Linked DNA regions of Rattus norvegicus: region 1 is linked to region 2. Evidence: chromatin contacts called from public Hi-C data. All regions are on one chromosome and are shown on one strand. The core of a region is the stretch at or near the end of the contact, and the rest is flanking DNA. Distances in the headings are between cores, read along the strand shown. Region 1 overlaps LOC108348835 (a long non-coding RNA gene). Region 2 has its middle 7.1 kb from the start of Trnat-agu23.

Region 1 (3,617 bases), core at 1,103-3,602, 98 kb after region 2:
CTCTCTCTCTCTCTCTCTCTCTCTCTCTCTCTCTCTCTCTCTCTCTCTCTCTCTCTCTCTCTCTCTCTCTCTCTCCATCTTAGACCAACATGAAAAAAGAAGGGAAGATTCTGGAGTCTTCTCAGGCACTCTGCCTAGAGAGTTTGAACACAAGGAAGACCCATTTCCAGAACCTGCAGAGGATAGGTGCTTCGGTTCCTGGGGCGGGGACTCCAACCGCGCTGAGGAGCCTGGGAGGAAAACCTCTAAAGCTTACTAGTGAGTGCCACACATCATCGCCCCTACTCACAACTAGTCCTCATGGCTTGTCCTAACACACCACCCAGAGATGAGGACTGGAACACACACACCGATGGCGGCAGACTACATCAATCCTGTACACGTGGCGTTTTCCATGCTCAGACATTGCAAAGGAACTTTGCACTAGAGTCTTCCTACTTGACGTTCTTGACAGACCAACCAGGCATGGCTCTCAGCCAGTTTTAGTGTCGGATAAAAATTAAAAGTCTTCCAGATATGTGTCTCGCTCTAATTTTTACTGGTAGCTTCCTCTGTGCCATGGCCTTACCGTCAGCCAACCTGGCAACCCTGTCGTGCCAGGGCTGTGGAAAACCCCAGATGTCTGGCAGCCACTTAGTTACCCTCCGCTTTGTACCTCACTCTAGGGGACAGGATGAAGGAGGACGAATTTGGAGCGAGACTGCGGAAGCCCAGCTTCTCGGTCTCTCTGTGTGGCTTTTGTCATTATCTATGAGCCAAAATTCAATATAAAACTGTATAATAGTTTATTCCAACAGATTTTTAAGGGGGGGGGGAATCTCTAAGCGTGATGTAGACCTTAATGCTTCTTCGATTTTCCTATTCACTTCTTTGCCGCAAACGCTGAAGTATGGCTCACTTCCATGTCTGAAGCAAATGGGGACAGTGCTGGATCTCCTGGGAAGACAGTACTGCAGAGAGCTTTGCAGATGAGAAAGGTTGAAGGCCTTCAGAGAAAAACATCCTAGAAGGCAATGTGTTGGGAGTCTGCTGTCTCCTTTCTTGCCTCTCCTTCCCCTCTGTTGCTAAATGTACACTCCTCCCACCTCTGGCCTGGGTGTGTCTGGCACAAATCACATTTGTATCTGAGCTTTCCTTTCCGTTTTTATTTTCTCCTTAAATGGCTTCATGCAAACAAATATTAACATTGCATTTTGGAAGTTTAATCCCCACTCCTGCCCCCCACCCCACCCCCCTCTAGAATTACTCCTGGAACCCCACAGTGCCCCAGCCTAGAGGGTGTTTAGAAAGGTTCCTGACTCTTTTCTGGCCTTCATTACAGGCTTTGATGCAGATCCTCACATAAGATCTATTTTCAATTGTGGGCCTATAGGCCACATCTGGAGGTGACCAGAGAGCATCGCGAAACTGGAAACATGAAATATTAGAACTCAAGAAAGTCTTTACAGAAAATGTAGGGAGAATGAATACAGGAGTACAGTTAATTCAAGGTTTATTTAATACCTTTTTGTTTTGGTTTGAGTTTTGGCCCTAGTTACACACTTCCCAATTTTAGAACCAAAAAAAAAAAAAAAGCAAAAAAGGGGGGATGGGCTTTTGTATTAAAAGCCTTTTCATATGTGCTTGCCCTGTTGTAGGCCCTGATGTCACACTGCACCAAAGAGAAATAGCAAGCTATCAATCAGTGTTTTTGAGCGCAATGATACCAGGGAGCAAAAGGCTCATTGCCATTCTGTCTTTTTCAGGTGTGATCACATGATGGGCGCGACTTTACCATCGCCAGACAGCTCTGCGGGCCTGAGCGCCTCATGCACTCCAGAAACATCGATCATCGAACGACCCTGGCAGGACCCTGGCAGCGGGGAAACCATAGCTAAGCTGCGACGTCGCCCTAACGACAATTCTCCGGGAGTCGCTGCGCCGCTGCAGAGTGGGCTGTGAGATGCAAATGAGCTAAGCCAGAGCGCCTTCTAATTGGCCGAAGCTCTTCTCCTTTCACCCCTCCCCCCTGAAACCTGAGTCCCTGTCCATAAATACCCTCAAGTCAAAAAAAAAAAAAAAACCTCCAAAAACACTTAAGAAATGGTGCCTGCACACGGGCACTTCCCCTAAAAAAGCAGCCTGCAGAGCGAGGGGGAGACAAAGGGACAATTCGGAACAAACAAGCTGTCTATAAACAGATATTCTCCAGTTAAACGATAAAATAGTAAAGGGATCTCCTTTAACAGAAAAATACTAAAAGTCCTGTGCTCGGCAGATTCAATGAATCAGCGAATTGTTTCTGCAACCATCTGAGGTCAGTTAAATTGACCTATCATTCCAGCTAACATTTCTTTGGCTTGTTACGTTTTAAACCACTCGAAAATTGGGAAAGTACTTGGCTAGCTCTGGAAAGGCCAGTGGGGGCCTGATGCCCAACAGCTTTGAAAGGCAGACTGAGAAACCTGCCCATAAATGATCTCAGTCTCTCCCCCCACAGGAATCTATCTGGGCGTGAAGGTGAAAAATGTCCACTTCACAGTTGTGGAAGTGGAGGCTTGCAAAAGCCCAGATAACAGAAGTTTAACCAATCAGCTGAATAACCGCAATGGTTCAGTCCGGCACTCTTCTTTCAAATCGGGTATCAACATCAAGTTGTTCTAATATTTGTGAAATAATCCGACAGCATCGTTTTTACATTTACAATGAGGACAGCAGTCACGTTATTGTTTGGATGTGAAATCCACCCCCATCCCCACTCATATGTTTGAACTCTTGGTCCCCAGATGGTGGCGCTGTACTGGGGAAGTTGTAACTGGGAGGTGATTAAGTCATGCTGGAGGAAGTGGATTACTGGGAGGTGGGCCTTGAGGCTCACAGCCTGACCTTGTTTTCTTCCGTGTCCCTCTTTTCTGTTCACAGCCAAGATGTGAGCAGCCCTCCTGACTTTCTGTGGCATTCCTGTGGCATTCCCAAGCCACAGCCAGGAACTACTCCCATCCTGTTGCATCGAATCTAACAAAGCGTGAGCCAGAGTAAATCCTTCCTTCTCCAAGTTGCTTCTCTTCAGGTCTGACTGAAGAGAAAGTTACAAACGGTAAACACAGGCACCAACAGACTAACACCTCGGTCACTCTGGAGTGAGGACCACGGAGGGAGAAAAGCTGGGGACTTTCTTACCTCACCCAAGCTGTTTCATGAGCAGTGTCTGCCTCCAGGCACAATTGAAGGCTGTGTGGGTCTTCCCCGGTCACACCCAGCCATAGAAGTCACTGTCATGTTGCAAACGGGGGAACTTGAGTCTGAAGGAGTCAAATGATTCACCTCGTATCACACAGATGCGATCTATACCCAGGCTTAGAAATTCCATGACTTTGAAGAAAATGTCACATTTTTTTTTCTGGTTTTTTCTGCTATTCCCAAACTCTTTTCCATGGCCTCTGTCTACCTATAAACTCACATTGTCTAAGACTTGTTGAAAAACTTTTTTTGTGAGGGATCCTCCCTAAAATAGTTCAGCTTCTAAACGAATTACTTCTATGTGGCCATCCATTATAGAGAAAAACAATAGTAGTGTTGTCAGGTGGGCTCGGTATAAGAGTATAAAGACTGGTGATCCCAGTCAACAAAAGGAGGGT
Region 2 (3,672 bases), core at 562-3,061:
ACCAGGCTGCATCCTGGAGCCGAAGTAATGTCTTACAGAAACCAGATTGATTTTCCCCAGGGATGACGTTAATAGCTTCTCCTCTTGGTACCATCCAGCAGTACTAGAAGTGAGGCCAGGAACTCCAAGCCCAACATTTGACCAGGACCGAGCAATGATGAATGTGTTCCCTGCCCTGCCCCATTCTTCCTTGAACTTAAAAGTTCCTGTTCGTACCCTAAAGAAGAACTGAGTCATTGTATCCTTTGGCCAGGTGGAGACTGCCCCGCTTGCTGGGGCCGGGGCTCCTGCTTTAAAATTCTAGTTACATTTCCTTTCCAGCCAAAGCCTTTTGGAGAAAGCTGAGTGTTCTAGATTGCTGTGATAAAAAAAAATAAAATGACCAAAACCAATATGGGGATGACAAGGTTTATTCAGCTCATACTTCTCGATTCCAGCACATCACTGAGGGAAACCACGGCAGCAGGAACCATGGAGAGATGCTGCTTGTTGGCTTGTTTTTCTAGCTTGCTCAAGGTAGCTTTCTTAAATTACCTAGGACCACTGGCCTAGGGGTAGCACCACCCATAGTGGGTGAGGCCCTTCACATCAATTGTTAATCACACACCTCACAGGCTTGCCCGTAGACCAGTCTGACAGAGGCATTTCTCTGCTGAGGTTTCTCTTCCTAGACGAGTCTAGCTTGTGTTAAGCTGGCAAAAGCCAAGCCCCTACACTGAGTGCATGGGCGTTCCTCTCTGCCACCTTTAGGATGCACGAGAGCAAACCTTACCCAAGTTACCCAAGAGTTCCTGTCACCACCTTAACCTTCTGCACACCTGCTCCAGGACCTTAGGTTAAGTAAGCAAGCCATCTTGCTTTTCTTCAGCTGTGATCCTGGACTGAGCATGCTCAGCAAAATACTTCTATATAAGCACGCTCAGCAGTGTGCCTGCGGCTAAAGTTGTGTTAGACAACTATTCACCAAGCTTCCTTTGTTCAAGGAAAGTATTGGTTTGGCATAACTGATCTGTGGCAGAGAGTAAATCTTTTCCTCTCTTATTCCTTGGCTGTGCTTTTGTGCGTGTGTATGTGTGGATGTGCATGTGCGTGTGTGTGTGTGTGTGTGTGTGTGTGTGTGTGTGTGTGTGTGTGACGAACGTGTGTGCTCCCTCTTCTTGGACATTGCTTTCTGTACCCTCCTTGGAGTGTTCCACATGCTTCTGCCCACCTGTGTATCTACTAGTCTATGTTATGATCCTCCTAGAGCCTGTCACCATCAGATGCTCTGATAATAACTCTGAGCAGACTGGGATCTCCAGGCAGTTCCAGGATACCGTCCAGCGATGGGCAGTCGAGAGACAGTTAGACAAAGCTAATTTAACATGACCAACACAGGTAAGACACGTGGTCATTTATCTACTAAATATCCATGCCCTCCATGTTTGCTTTTTCCGGGGCCTTCTCAAACACCTGACCTTGGAGAGTGGTTGCCTCCCCTTAAACTGTGAAGAGAGTGGAAAGACAAAGCCATCTTTCAGGGAAAGATGACTCACACCTGTTTAAGAGTCTGCCCAAATCCCTGTGTCCTTCCTGTCTGACAGCCCACTCTGGGATGCAGGAGGACGGAAATCAAGATTAGGAGAGCGAGTACACACAGGCTCAGTTTTGGACTTCAGGACCTAACCAGAAATGCTTGCTTTCGATAAACTTGACCTAGAGTGGGTTTGTGATATCGTGTTTTCTGAAATGTCTGTGTGCTCTGGGCGTTCGGGCCAGTGAAGCCATAGCCACCACACCCACGGCTTAGGCTAAAAAGCAACTTTGACTCAGTCAGTAGCTGTTGAAATTTGTTGCCCTGTAACACAGTATTACGCTGACAATGGCCTGCTGACGTCAGTCCCAGGCAAGTGGCATTTGCCTGCCAAAAAGGGCAGAGGCTGGGTTAGAGCTTGTTGTATTTAGAATGGGAGCTGGGTCAAACTGACCGCCTGTGGGTCTGGAATTACCTTCACAAAAAGGAAGAAACAAAATGTTCTGCTAAGGGTTGCCTGGCGTGGGCACTGGGCAGTTCCCTTGGCCCCACGGAAGTGGCTCTTCTCTTTGAAAAGCGGTACTCAACTTTCAGCCTCCTCCTCCGAGGTGCACAGAGTGGCCATCTGCAAGTCCATGGGACTAAGCTCTGATTGACATCAGAGCTTCCCTGAAACAGGTCAAGGGGTAATCCTACCAGGGACAGGAATGCTTCCTGAGATCAGTTCATCTGTTGGGGAGGGTCGAGGTGGGCCTGCAGCAGTGTTCTTAATGGGCAGGGAGGGAGCACCAAGTGTGACCCGAGAACAGGATGTCATTTTAAATACATGTCGATTGTCTGGTTGGTTTCAGGAGTTGGGGATTATCTGACCCCTTTACAACACACTGAATTCTTGATACCTCTAAAGCTAAACAAAGCTACAAACCTGAAGGACAAGGTTTCAAAACTAAACACTAAGAGAGAGGAAGTTATGGCTGGGTGGGTCAGCAGGTAAAAGCCTATGGTCAAGTCTGAGTACCTGATTGGTTCCCAGGACCCACAAGGAGGAAGGAAATAACTCTTACAAGTTGTCCTCTGACCTACACGCGTGCGCGCGCGCGCGAGCGCACACACACACACACACACACACACAACCAGACACACACACACAACAAATACACACATATGCACACATACACACACCAGATAAACACACATACATACACAACCAGACACACACACACACAACAAATACACACATATGCACACATACACACACCAGATAAACACACACACATACACAACCAGACACACACATACACACACCAGACATACACACACACCACACACATATGCATACGCATACACATATAACACACACACCATACACACATACACATGCACATATAACACACACCACACACACATACACATATAACACACACACCACACACACATACACATACACATTTAACACACACATACCACACACACAAACACACACACACCACACACACACACACACACACAACCAGACACACACACACAACAAATACACACATATGCACACATACACACACCAGATAAACACACATACATACACAACCAGACACACACACACAACAAATACACACATATGCACACATACACACACCAGATAAACACACACACATACACAACCAGACACACACATACACACACCAGACATACACACACACCACACACATATGCATACGCATACACATATAACACACACACCATACACACATACACATGCACATATAACACACACCACACACACATACACATATAACACACACACCACACACACATACACATACACATTTAACACACACATACCACACACACAAACACACACACACCACACACACACCACACACACACACAATGTAGTTCAAAATATTAAAAGAGATGTGTGTCTGAGCTGTAAGAATGGGAGGGGCTAAGCCAGGGTCAGGAGTACTTAATGTGCTACCCTACCAGCTGGACAGGGGGTGTGGCACTGGGTGTGGAGGCTCCATCGTCACACTGGAGTTGACTGGCCACCCTGATCTTTGAGGTGGACCCTGCCCTGGTGTGCCCAGGGACTTCACAGAGAACACCTGTGTCACTGTGTCTCCCGGAAGGGAATGTGGTGGTGGGATTGCACAGAGGTAGAA

The links. Hi-C and Micro-C count contacts between places; a contact is called where the count stands out from the background.
Region 1: a contact with region 2 is called in a Hi-C map of Schwann cells, with 2.2 times the contacts expected there. The contact joins two enhancer-like sites.

What each region holds. Positions count from the first base shown.
Region 1 is chr18:78,516,544-78,520,160 of GRCr8, forward strand. LOC108348835 (a long non-coding RNA gene) reads right to left here. Exons shown (of 3, transcript XR_001842172.3): 3 at 1,490-3,617. Among named protein-coding and RNA genes, the nearest start is that of Zfp516, 55 kb to the right of the region's middle. Within about 2 kb of position 2,353, at least 75 of the 93 cell types and tissues checked have an H3K27ac peak or open chromatin away from gene starts, as enhancers often do. A contact at or near this core is called in Schwann cells, where this site is marked.
Region 2 is chr18:78,419,365-78,423,036 of GRCr8, forward strand. No RefSeq gene overlaps it. Among named protein-coding and RNA genes, the nearest start is that of Trnat-agu23, 7.1 kb to the right of the region's middle. Within about 2 kb of position 1,812, at least 14 of the 93 cell types and tissues checked have an H3K27ac peak or open chromatin away from gene starts, as enhancers often do. A contact at or near this core is called in Schwann cells, where this site is marked.